2 separate regions of the Danio rerio genome follow, and region 1 is linked to region 2. The links are chromatin contacts, called in public Micro-C maps. All regions are on one chromosome and are shown on one strand. The core of a region is the stretch at or near the end of the contact, and the rest is flanking DNA. Distances in the headings are between cores, read along the strand shown.

Region 1 (6,761 bases), core at 791-3,290, 180 kb before region 2:
ATGATTATTAAATTAACATTGAGGTAAAGTTGGTTTTATATTCGCACATTCAGACTTTCTCAATAATATAATTTCAGAAAAGTATTGTTTGCTAATTCAAAATAGTGAAAAGGAACACATTTAGGGCCAAATTAACTTGTTTATCTTGAACACACCTCATGGTTTCACTTCATTAAGATCTCAGTTTATCCTAGAGTACCACAGGAAAAAATGTTGGCCACATTTTGGATGATTATTAATTTAACATTGATGTAAAGTTGGTTTTTTATTCACACGTTCATTCAGTAACACACTACCTGTTTTGTTTACCATGGTACATGGAATATTGGGTCTGAAATCACATGCAAGTACAACTTGAAAACAACATTAGCACTATTTAACTGACTGTGAACACTGTTGTACTTTGATAGTCATTTGCTGCTAAAGTGATTCAATATTATAATTGACATGGAATATTTTTGTGTATCATTTAACAAATTATTAGATCAGTTATCATATTATTAACAGAATGTTTTCATATTTTGGTAGAGTACACCTTTGAAACCATACTAAGGTAAAGTTGGTTTTATATTCACACATTCATTCGGTGACAGGCTGGACAGGCTCCCTATATTGTTTACCATGATACTTGAATATTGGGTCTGAAATCACATGCAAGTTCGACTTGAAAACCATACAATGACTGAAAACTGTAGTACTTTGATAGTCATTGGCTGCTAATATGATTTCCCTATTTAGAGTTTTGCAAACAATACTTTTCTGAAATTATATTATTAAGGAGAAAGTCTGAATTACCTCAATTAAAATAATTAGCTGATTTATTCCTTCAGATGATATGAGATATACCTTTGCGAGAGCTGAATAATTTTCTCAAATTCACCAGCGTGTTCTGCTACAGCAAGAAGGGCAACAAGCCCAGCCTAAAAATGAAATTAAAGCATTAATAATTAGCACTTAATATGAGGACAAAGTGTACATTACAGCAGAATATAGCTACCTTTCTGGACTCCGCAACGACATCGTCAATGTCCTAAAATAATCACAACACACATTGTCGATTAAAAACACTATTGGGTTGCTTCATGATACATCTATACAGCAAATTTATCACTTACGCTGTCAAAATCCTCGGCGGATATATGACAGTGACAGTCGATATACCCTTGCATGGATTTAGAGTGCTCAGATCGCTCAAAACTACAGTCCACATGGATCGGCGGATGTAAACAACAGAAGCGGATGTGACGCTACATTTACGCCTACCACTGCAGAAAATATTTATTAAATCGCATTAAAAATGTGTATTAAATAAAATAATTAACATATTGGCTAAAACGAGACAAAATTTGAGCTTTTGATATTATTAGTCCAAAAATAAACAGATAATCAGATAGATGACTAGAAGACTTTAACGACTAGTCGTCTATATTTAGACATTAAATTAATTGCAAAAAATAAACAAATAATGACTTGCTTTTAGACGGTTTGAATGATTTTTCCCCTGATATCAGTAATTTTTAATTGTGTCTTAAGGAAATTTTAAGGAAAAGTTATACATATATTCATTTATTATATATTTTTACTCATTTAATCAATGTCTACTGTTATAAATACTATATCATTATTTATAGTATTATGTTTATATTTTATGCATTTATTTATTATTATTCGTTATTTTTTCATTAAGTTTTCATCTTCTTTTTTCCTCTATCATATTGCTCGTGGATATTATTCATCACTATGTATCTAAATTTATTTTATCTATTGTAACGTTCAACTACTCTTCAATAATGAAAGAATAAAAGGTGGACGCAATGATTATTTATAAGACCTTGAGCGATTTCCGCTCTACAGCCAATCACAACTCACAAACGTCGCTGTACGTAATTAATATTCATAACCCCAGCCTTCGCCATAGTACCTCGTAGTACTGTCATTTTCCTGTCAGACAAGTTGTCAAAATGAGGAAGTTGAACCAGTTCCTGTTTTTTCCAGGCGTTTTGATGATGTTTTGCCTTTATCATGTGATTTCAGCATCTCTCATGTGATCGTTGTGGATCAGGACGATGCGTTTCTTCGGTGTTTTGTCCGTTTGTTTACTCCTGATCGGTTGCTGTGTTTGTCAATATCAGCCTACGTGGGAATCAATTGATTCAAGACCTGTACCGGAATGGTTCGATCAGGCCAAATTTGGGATTTTTATCCACTGGGGAGTGTTTTCAGTTCCCAGCTTTGGCAGTGAATGGTTCTGGTAAGTGACATGCTCCCTATATTGTTTACCATGATACTTTGAATATTCTGTCTGAGATAACATGTTAGTATGACTTCAAAATAACATTACCACTACTTAATTGACTGTGAACATTGTTGTACTTTAATTATCATTGGCTGCTAAAATGATTTTAATATTTAGAGTTTGTGAAGAATACTTTTCTGAAATTATATTATTAAGGAGAAAATCTAAATGTGTGAATATAACCCCAACACTTTACTTTAATGCAAAAACTATATTAGAAAGTTTCACGACTGTACTAAGATGGTGCTTTTTCATGCATATGATTTGCATATGTGCTGCAATAAACAATGATGGGGGAAAACTTGAATATTATGTAAATATGCTCATTTAGGAGTATCAAAACAATCAGTAAAAATGAATATGGTATATTTTGTTTATTGTTTAATTTTTCTTTAATATCTAGTTATTTTAAAGGCATTTAATTTTAGTAAGTAGTATTCACAACTAAACTATGGACTATTTATTTCTAAATTGTTTTAAATATATATATAAAAACACTTTTTTGCTGTTTTTCAACTAAGAAAGTAAATAAGCAAATGTATTTATATTAAATTGAAGTATATTAGTGCCATCTGGTGGAAATTTAGCTTATATTGTTAAAAAAAAAAGGATAGCGATGCTGTAAATGATCAAATTCTCATTTGAAAATCTGTAAATGTTATTATTAGTTTATAAAATAAAACAAAAATGGAACATGTTGCTCAAAGAAATCTATTAATGGAAAGTTTTGAAGTGGTGTCATTTTTTTCCCCTAGAGCTGCATGTACATAGCTGTAGAACTTCACCCATTAGTATTTATGTTTATATATATATATATATATATATATATATATATATATATATATATATATATATATATATATATATTTCATTTACATTTATTTATTTAAATTTAATTAATTAATTTATTTTTGCAGATGATCTAATAGTTTTGTAGTTTAGATTTCTTTGAAATGTTGAATGTGTAAAAAATGAATTGTTAAACATTTTGATGCAATTAAATGCATGCTTCACCCAAATGTTTTACTTTAAAGTAATTTTTTACCAAAACAAAATAATGTAATGTAATGTCATGTAAAATAATCTAATTTAAATGAATCGATTACAAAATAATAACATGATGTGCGCATTTTTCAAATTGCTCCAGTAAAATGAGATGTTATGCACATTGATAGTTATCAAATACGTAATGTTTATTATAAGGTCATGTCTTTGTAAATAAAGCGAACCACTTTTTCCACATTCATTGTCTGTGTGGATCCATAGCAGCTAACGTCTCATAATTATTTTTAGCCCTTTCCATCCTCCAAGCCACATGGGGCGTACCAAATATAAACAGATTTTATTAATGACTTGAGTAAATATAAATAAACATTGAGTAAGATATTATAAATGCTTTAGCAGTGTTTTAATGATAGTTGATAGAACTAGTAAAATGTTAAAAATAATAAAAACTAATATCTTAATGCATTCTTAAGCACAGTCAAGCTGCCTTTAGTCAAACTTTCTGTTTGTTTTTAGACAGGATTAAATAATTTATTTATTTAATCCTGTCTAAAAACAAACGGAAAGTTTAAAAGATAGTGTTTATATACAGATAATTATCCTTATTATTATTTATTTTTTAAATATTTCTCAAATGATGTTTAACAGAGCAAGGAATTTTTTTTACAGTTTTTCCTATAATACTTTTTATTCTAGAGAAAGTCTTATTTGTTTTATTTTGGCTAGAATAAAAGCCGTTTTTAAATATTTAAAAAAACATTTTAAGGTCAAAATTAATAGCCTTCTTAAGCAATATTTGTTTTCGATTGTCTACAGAACAAACCATCATTATACATTGACTTGCCTAATTACCTTAACTTGCCTATACCCTAGTTAAGCCTTTAAATGTCTTGAAAAAGTGTTTAAGTGTCTTGAAAGATATCTAGTCATTATGTACTGTCAGGGGGGCTAATAATTCTCACTTTAACTGTACATATAATGTATATGTGGTTATCTTGTGTTGTTTTCTGACAGGTGGTTCTGGCAGGGACAGAAATGGCCGTCTTATGTGAAGTTTATGGAGCAGAACTATCCTCCCGGCTTCACATATACAGATTTTGCTCCTCAGTTTACGGCTGAATTCTTTGATCCCAACGAGTGGGTGGACATCTTTGCTTCGTCTGGCGCCAGATATATTGTCCTCACAACCAAGCATCATGAAGGTTTGTGGAAAATTCCGACACAGACTACACTGCATTTTATTTCCGCATATTATGTAACTGTAATTATTTTAATGATACATAATTATACTGTAACGTATTTTAGTTTTTGCAACAATGACAAAAATCTGCAGTAAATGTCAGTCACAACGTTTCTGCACTGATTTTAAGAAGTGTCATTAAAAAAGCAATTTTAATCAATTTAGTTTTTTCCATGGCTGAACCGTGGCACGGTGGTTAGCACTTTCACCTCACAGCAAGAAGGTCGCCGGTTCGAGTCCCGGCTGGGCCAATTGGCATTTCTGTGTGGAGTTTGCATGTTCTCCCCGTGTTGCCGTGGGTTTCCTGCGGGCGCTCTAGTTTCCCCCACAGTTCAAAGACATGCACTACAGGTCAATTGAATAAACTAAATTGGCCGTATTGTGTGAGTGAATGTGAGAAAGTATGGGTGTTTCCCAGCACTGGGCTGTGACTGGTAGTTGGCAGTTCATTCCACTTTGGAAATCCCTGATAAATAAGGGACTAAGGCATAGGAAAATTAATAAAAAAAATTTTACTATTAGAAGCTGACATTATATATACACACTTTTGCTACATAACTGTATTTAAAGCCTTTATAAATGTGATTTTTGCACAATAGATCCCTTTTAAAATACTGTTTCATTTAATTTAAAGTAATTTAATTAAATTTTTGGGTTTGGAAGGTACCACAAATTGCCTCTGAAAAAATATAATAATAATAATAATAATAATTATTGTTATTGTTGTTGTTGTTTCATTATTTTATTTTTCTTTCTTCAATTACCTAAATTTTATTTTTTAATTTAATTAAATTTTATTTTATTTTATTTTATTTTATTAAAGTCTACAGTTTATTTTCTTCCGAATCACACATTCAGTTGTCCTGACTAAACATCAATAATATTTTACTTTATTTTATAAAAGCCTTTTTTGTTTTGTACTTAGTATAAAAAACAAATACAGTTTTTCGGATGAAATGACAAAACAAGGATTTGAAATGAAAACACTTTTATATTAAAAACACAAAATTTTTGTTTAAGTTAACTGTAATAACCCCATACAGAAAAATTGTTCACTGTTAGTTCATGTTTACTAATGTAATTTCAGAACTATGCCCTGAATGTTTATCAGTATGTTTTAAGATTAAGATAATTTTTGATTATATGATATACAGTTAAAGTCATAATTATTGGCCCTCCTGTATAACTTTTTCCCCAATTTTTGTTTAACTGATAGTTCAGGGTTTTATTTTCAACACATTTCTAAACATAATAGTTTTAATAACTCATTTCTATTAACTGATTTATTTTATCTTTGCCATGATTACAGAACATAATATTTGACTAGATATTTAGCAAGACACATAGTATTCAGCTCAAAGTGCACATTAAAGACTTAATAAGGCAAGTTAGGGTAATTACGCAAGTCATAATGCGACAGTGGTTTGTTCTGTAGACAATCAAAAACAAATATTGCTTAAGGGGGGCTAATATTATTGACCCTAAAATGTTAAAAAATATATAAATAAATAAATATTATATACTGCTGAAATAAAACTAAGAGCTTCTCCAGAAGTAAAAATTTTATCGGAAATACTGTGAAAACTTCCTCACTCTGTTAAACATCATTTAGAAAATATTTGAAAAAAGAAATCACTGGAGGGCTAATAATGTTGACTTCAACTGTACATGTATGTTTATTTCCCCAGGCTTCACGATGTGGGGCTCCAAGTACTCGTGGACGTGGAATGCAGTTTCAGTCGGACCGAAGCGGGATCTGGTGAACGACATCGCCACTGCTCTGCGCACACGCACTGACCTGCGGCTCGGCCTCTATCACTCACTGTTCGAGTGGTTTAATCCCATGTTCAAATCTGATTCTGACAATAAGTTCAAAACCAACGTGTTTCCCACTGCAAAGACCCTGCCTGAGCTCTACGAACTCATCAACACGTACAAACCAGACCTGCTGTGGTCTGACGGAGACGGAGATGCACCCGATCAGTACTGGAACAGCACTGGCTTCCTCGCATGGCTTTACAATCAGAGGTAAGTCTGAGTGTTTAAATATCCAATGCAAAGTCCATTTCAATCTATAACCCAGACTTAAAGGTCACACTTGCGGTAAAAACAAGTCAATAAAGAAAAGTTATTTAATTGTTTGTGTTTTTATGAAATTAGGGCATTAAGTTTTAAAATTGTATTAAATGAATTAAACTTAACTTGTCCATAGTGTATGTG
Region 2 (7,178 bases), core at 1,783-4,282:
ATTTTTACTTGCCCTGCCAAAATGTTCACTGGCCCAAAAAAAGGCAGGTTAATAGTTATTTTTTTAGCTACATATTTTAAATAATGTGTCAAAAATAAATCTGCAAATCTAGAATTTCAATAGTTAAAGTGTTTTAATAAATGCATAATGAGCAAAATTCAGTGTTATGCAAACAAAAAGTGCAGGATGGAAAATGTGGAGGTATGTTATTTCAGTTCAAAATTATTTATTAAAAGGTGGCTGACTGGCATATTGTGCAAAAAAAATTTTTTTTTTGCTTTTTTCCGTTGTGTTCCCATGTAAATTTCTGCTTCCAAGACATTATAAACAGACATTTTATTTTAGCCTCATAATTTGATGTTGCCTCCATGTTGCCGCCTCTTCGCTGTACTGGTTGTTACCAGTATACAGAAAAAAATAGCGTGCTCAAACATCAAATCAGATAAGAGGATCTGAAAAGCAATATGAGGTTTATGACATCACAAAGAAGGCAGACTTTTAAGACTAAAAAGCACAAGCTTAAAATGCACACAATTGACAAATAGTCGAAGGCAAATGAAACTTTAGTGACAAGGCGGCACTGTCTCAATCAGGCCAGTAATAATGCTGTCTACTGTCCCAAGCATCTCTCACACTGGCCCCGGGCCATAGGGCAGTCCTTATTGTTGAGCCCTGCACAAGCTAGTTTAGGTAGTTTCCAAAGCAACATTTGTTTTTATTCATTTAGTACTCATACTAAAATACGGTGAATTATTATAATAAGCTGAGGTTAAATAAAGGTTAAAAATGGCAAAGTTCTGCAACAACAAAATTCTAATAAAATAAAGCTAATTGAAATATTTTCATATAAATGTCTATATAGAGTAGTCAACATTTAAGGTGAATCAAAAAAGTTTATCAATTTTCTTAAGACAAGAATAAGTGTTAATAGTTAACTTGAAACAAAATCACAAGTAAACAAGGTAGTTTCCAAAGCACCATTTTTTGTTTAAGTACTAAAAATAAATAAAAGGTTATTAAATGCTATTTAAGGTTTCAGCTAGCTAATGCTAGTTGAAATATTTTCATTAAAATGTCAAAATAGTTAAAATATAACATGATAAAGTATATTAAAATATGAATAAATGGCAACAACTAGCATGACTATATAATGAAATGGTACTTTAGGAACTTAAATATTACATATTAAATATTACTATTTACTTTTTTGGCAATACCTTACATTGTATTATTATTGCAATCACAAACACAATGCTTATTATATTATGTTTGTGTTTGTATGTGTATAGACTGTATATAGATTAGTCAGTACTGAAGCCAAATCTGAAGCTAATTTAACGAACTAACTTAAGATCGCAGTCCAAAAACTAGTACAGCCAAATTTATGTTATAGAAAATATTAAATACACATTTTTAAAAGAAAATTCGTAAGAAAATATCAAGAGAAGCAAAAGAATTTAAAGGTTTAGTTTAACTTTTTTGCCATATATTGCTTGAATTTAATTGTATTATCTTTAATTTTCTAAATGTTTGGTGACTAAAATGTTAATTTAATAAATATATTTTTAATAAATCTGTTTTGTGTATGTGTATAAATATTAGGCATGGGACAATAACTGGTTTAAAGGTTTACTGCGGTTTGGAAATGTCAAGGTATTAAAACCGCAAAAATGTTTTGTTATACCGTTTCAAAGGTGTATGTAGAGGGTTTTTAAAGTGTTTTTAATTCATGTCTTGTAGGGAAATCTGTGTTTTTGAACCTAATGAAGATACTAAAACTCAATGGTTTGTTTTAATTATGTAGCCTGAAATATTTAGTGTTCCAAAATATTATAAATGTTTCCTAAAATGTAATATATTGTGTTTAATGGGGGAAAAGTTTTTTTTTAATTTATTTTTTATTAAGACATTTAAAAAGAAGGTATTTTACAGCAGTAAACACGATACCAAGAAACCGTGATATTTTTATCCAAGGTTATCATACCGTCAGAAACTTGTAGCGGCCCATGCCTTGTGTGTGTGTGTGTGTGTGTGTGTGTTTGTGTGCGCGTATATTCAGTACTCGGCATATACAAGTTCACCCCTCAGAAATCTACCTTTTAAATTCATATTTTTAATAGAAAGCTCTATAATATTATATATGTGCATATACATTAGTCAGTACTGAAGCCAAATCTGAAGCTTATCTAACTAAATAACCTATGATAATCATCCAAAAACTAGTACACCAAAATTTATATGTTATAGAAAATATAAAATTAAAATTGAAAATAGAGGCAAATCAGGAGAAGCAAAACAATGAAAAAATTTAGTTGAAATTTTTAGGTTGTACTTTTTTTGCAATATTTTGCTTGAATTTAAATGTATTATCTTTCAATTATCAGATATGTTTGGTGACTAAAATATTAGTTTAATAAATGTATCTGTTTATTAAATCTGTTTTGCCTATATTCACTGAGAAATGGATAAAAATATAAATATTAAAAGTGGGGTATACTCCATTATGCTGAGCACTATATATATTGAGGATTTAAAATGAGGGTAGTTTAATCTCGTATCTTATTGCAAACACAGATCATTTACTCTGTATCTTGTCTATATCAGAGTTGACACTGTCCAAAGTATTAGGTTGTATAGTCCTATTTCATAATGCAATCTTAAATATTATTGCAACCAGAAGTGTGTGTACTTGCACTACATACAGTATTTTATATGTATTGTATCATTACACTTAATAAATTATGTATAATACTGCAGTCACAAGCACAAACGCGTTGTATTTGATAGAAACAGGAGTTATTTTGTCTGTACCTCGTCTATTTCTGTGTTGACTCTGCGTGCTCCATATATCCGCATTAAAACGGTTCTGTCTGGACACCTTGATAACCACACACTGCTTCTTATCTTCACACGTACGTTAATCTATACATTTATATTTTTGCGCTTAAAATGTCAGCTAATAATGGACTTGAATGCGGAAGAACGGAACATGCTGTTCAATCGTAGCAGCTGTCGAGTTTGAGCATTGGGAGGCACTAAAATAATCAGTGCTGTGCTAGCAGTTTTATTCCTGCAGGTGGCGCGCAAAGGCCACAAAAGGCGTATCCTCCATTAAAAACGCATGACAGCTAGGTGTTTCGGTTTGCTCCTAAACTATTTCTTAAAATCAATTTAACATGTTTATAATTGATCATTTAAGTATAAAAATGTAACGATAATGTCAAAATAGACTCATCTGTAATCACCAGACTAATCTGATTGGTCCATTTAGCGCAGCGCTGACTAAAGTAACAGTGACCACGTGCTTTGGCTAAACTTGACCAGCGGTTTGGATAATATGTACGCCTCAAATACATACGATGCATTGATGCAATAGTCGTTATGTTAGTACTAAACATTGACGATTTAATGTATAATAAAAACATCACCTTGAGTGAAGTGCTTAATGCTTATCTTAGTTTTTTTTTTTTTTTTTTTTTTTTAGATTTGATTCAACTGTTGATTCAACCAATCATACACATGTACAAGGCAACTAGATGCAGTTTAGGTCTAATCAGAAATGCAATAGCAGCAAGGATATAGTGAAAGATATAGTTATTATTTATAAAGTCCAATTATAGAAAAACTGTAGGTAATATGGATGTACTATGAACATTACATACAGGTTGTATTAACTATGAACAGAAATGTAAAGCAAGGCAAGTCTGTATAGCACATTTCATACACAATGGTAATTCAAATACAATGATGAACATATGTACAGGTATGTTATTACTAATATAGATATGTGATAGATATGAACAACTGTTTCTGTGGTTTAGCACTTTGTCCTGTGGAACTGCAAAGGTTTTCTTTCTGGAAAGGTTGTAGCATTCACACAGTGTACAAAAATACAATATATGTGCTTATTATCTATTATATGTGCTGAATTTGCTCAATAATGACATAATGCATTGCAAGCACTGACTGTATAAAATAAAGCTAGCATGCGGTTAGCATGTAGCACGTCAGGATGGCCGAGCGGTCTAAGGCGCTGCGTTCAGGTCGCAGTCTCCCCTGGAGGCGTGGGTTCGAATCCCACTTCTGACAAGTACATTGTTTTTGACCATTTAACTCGACTATATTGCTCATATTTACAATCTGCACTCATAGTTTGTACATTTTTGTAGCTCAGCTTAGCTATCAAGTGATTTAGACTTGCTATTTTAGGAGCAGTCATGGAAATTTTAATAAACAATATATATTAGTAGTCTAAGACAGTATAGTTATGTGGTTTATAGACTTTTATAATCTTTTATATAGGCTAGTAATCAGTTTTTGTTCTCAACCTTTTAATATGGTGTCATAGATTGCAAATTCTGACCTTTTACAATCAGACTAAAATATTCAGTTGTTGTGTTGTCGCCAGAGGTGGACTTACAGTGTGTTCACACCGAAGGCTTAAGGTCAAAGTCGCTCTGGCCGTCCTGGCGACAACGCTGTCTGTCTTGAGCTCTGGCGGCGAGATTGTCAAGATATTCTACATTGATCTCAAGTTTACATTGATTTCAAAAAAGGGGGCGTTGCAGCATATCATGGCTGTTACATTTCCGCATATTTGGCTTGGGAAGAACTGTAGTCGGACTAAAGTTCACAAGACTGGAGTCCTCTCAAGCAGTAGACTTTTACATTCTGATTGATGATATGACAAATTGTGAACGTAATTATTGAGAAACCTGGTGTTTTATTTACAACTAAATGTGATAAAATACAGAGAATACACAATCAGACATCAGATGCTGATAAATAAGCATGTTGTATAGTTTTTTTAGACCAAGAAATGTGCCTTGTAGGGCTGTGCGATATAGCAAAAATCTCACATCATGATACAATAAGTCATCTCATAACCTGATAAGCTGTGTTGGGCAGTAACACTTGCTTCAAGTAGGGACGATACTAGTTTAACTACATTTCTTAGTAGCCTGGCGGTAGTGAAGCTACTTTCTAAATCAGATTATTCTGTAGCGAAGCAATTTTTTTAGTCAAGTACTACTGCATTATGTAGTGTAATTCATAAATATTTATATATACTTATTCCTCAACATTTTCCTCTACTATAAATTACTATAGTATTTTAAATGTGTAACAGCTGGTTTTATTGGATGTTTTGGTTTTGCTCTCATGCTGTGTTTCTGTTTGGAACAGCATATTATGTGCAGTAAATAATGAACTGTACAATTATGTCTTATGTTTCATTGACAGTTTTATTGATCACAAACATAAGACTGACTTGGATTTAAGTTGCTTTGATTTAAAAATGAAAATTGCAAAAATAGCTAAGATGTAGCTACGCTGCTATTGCTAAGTAGCTTTTAGCTTAGCTTGCTACATTTCATAGTAGGTAACTTTTAGCGTAGTTAAGCTACTTTTAAGTAGAGTAGCTAATACCTTAGCTCACTACTTTTTTTAAAGTAGCTTGCCCAACACTGCTGATAACAATATTTATCACAATATGTGTACTAATTAGCCCAGTTTTGAGGAAACAACGTGTTGCTAGCACTATATAAGAAAGCTAGCATGGGGCTAGCTTGCACCTCGTCAGGATGGCCGAGCGGTCTAAGGCGCTGCGTTCAGGTCGCAGTCTCCCCTGGAGGCGTGGGTTCGAATCCCACTTCTGACAAGCACATTGTTTTTGACCATTTAACTTGACTGTAATGCTCATATTTACAATCTGCACTCATAGTTTGTAATTTTTTTAATGAACATTGCAAATAAACATTGCATGTTAGTAATCTTATACAATATAGTTATGTGGTTTATAGAGTTTTATAATCTTTTATCGGTTTTGGTTCTTAACTTTTTAATATGGTGTTTGATTGCAAAATCTGACCTTTTACAATTTGACTAAGGGTGCTTTCACACCTACACTTTTGTTTAGGAACCTGTCTCGTTTGCTTAGTTAGCGCTGTTCGTTTGGCATATGTGAAACCACCAATCGCTCTCGGATGTGCGCCAAATCAATCACTCTGAGATTGCTTGAATGAGGTGTTCTCGGCTTGATTGAAAAGAACTCTGGAGCGGATCGATTGCAGTGAGATAGCGATAGGATCCGAGCGCGATTATATCACTGTGATTTATGGATATGTAATAGGCATACGGCTATATAAAAAGAGAGAATTATGAGTAGGCCGGGAAGTTTGGCGAGTCTCCGGATGCCCGCAAAGGAGTGATAATCTCCCAGTAATCTCGCGTCTCCCTCCCGGTCCTCAAATAGGCTACGTCGCACACCCTTCTCACTCATCCCCAACGCATCTCTCCTCACTCTTCAGACACGTTGCGCGCACCTTGTCAAACACCACCAAACCACCACCTCTCATGACAGCTGAGCGGGACTCTGCAAAATAAACCCTGACACTCTGAGCAATGTGAGGAGAGTTTACTTGCACGTGACTTGTTTTGGCTCTTTTGGTCCGATTAGAAACTTTGCAGTGTGAAAGCGAACCGCTCCAAGAGCAAAGAGCAACAATGTAACATTTGTATTTTCTGTTTCAGAACAACTGAATCGATTCACAGGTGTGAAAGCACCCTAAAATATTCAGTTATTGTGTTGTTGCCAGGGGCGGACTTACTGTGTGTTCACACCGAAGGCGGTGAGAGCATCAAAGATTTGCATGTGTAGTACAGAAGGAACATGGTTTTGTAAAGTAACAACAGTAAAATAGCAGTGGTTATAGACTAATTTTACAACATATGATAGAAAATTTATCAAAGGGCTATATGATTAATATAGGCTTCTTGGCATTGGTCAGGGCCATCCTTTTCCCTGGGTCCCTGCTTACATCGCTTATTGGTCAAGTCCGCCTCTGGTTGTATACATATATATATATTTTCCCCCAATTTCTGTTTAAAGGAGAGATTTTTTCAACACATTTGCAAACATAATAGTTTTAATAACTCTTTTCTAATAAATGATTCATTTTATCTTTGTCATGATGACAGTAAATAATATTTGACTAGATATTTTCAAGACTAGGGGCTCAAGGAGCTAATAATTTTTGTCCTTATAATGGTGTTTAAAAAAAATTAAAAACTGCTTTTATTCTAACCGAAAATAAATAAATAAAAGACTTTCACCAGAAGAAAAAATATTATCAGACATACTATGAAAATGTCCTTGCTCTGTTAAACATAATTTGGGA

Evidence for each region. Hi-C and Micro-C count contacts between places; a contact is called where the count stands out from the background.
Region 1: a Micro-C map of caudal fin shows a contact between it and region 2, with 3 times the contacts expected there. The contact joins the promoter of fuca2 here to the promoter of dusp23b in region 2. A contact is called at or near these places in 2 of 18 Hi-C or Micro-C datasets (caudal fin and hematopoietic stem cells).

What each region holds. Positions count from the first base shown.
Region 1 is chr17:7,584,123-7,590,883 of GRCz12tu, reverse strand. fuca2 (alpha-L-fucosidase 2) reads left to right here and starts at 2,040. Exons shown (of 7, transcript NM_001004115.1): 1 at 2,040-2,251; 2 at 4,316-4,503; 3 at 6,230-6,569. The coding sequence starts at 2,067. It overlaps LOC571912 (TatD DNase domain containing 3-like), which reads right to left and starts at 1,228. Exons shown (of 10, transcript NM_001200022.1): 1 at 1,116-1,228; 2 at 998-1,030; 3 at 847-920. The coding sequence starts at 1,169.
Region 2 is chr17:7,409,082-7,416,259 of GRCz12tu, reverse strand. dusp23b (dual specificity phosphatase 23b) reads right to left here and starts at 3,032. Exons shown (of 3, transcript NM_001002462.1): 1 at 2,812-3,032. trnal-cag (transfer RNA leucine (anticodon CAG)) reads left to right here and starts at 4,007; the gene lies at 4,007-4,089. All of the region lies in intron 3 of LOC141378504 (a long non-coding RNA gene), which reads left to right. trnal-cag (transfer RNA leucine (anticodon CAG)) reads left to right here and starts at 5,577; the gene lies at 5,577-5,659.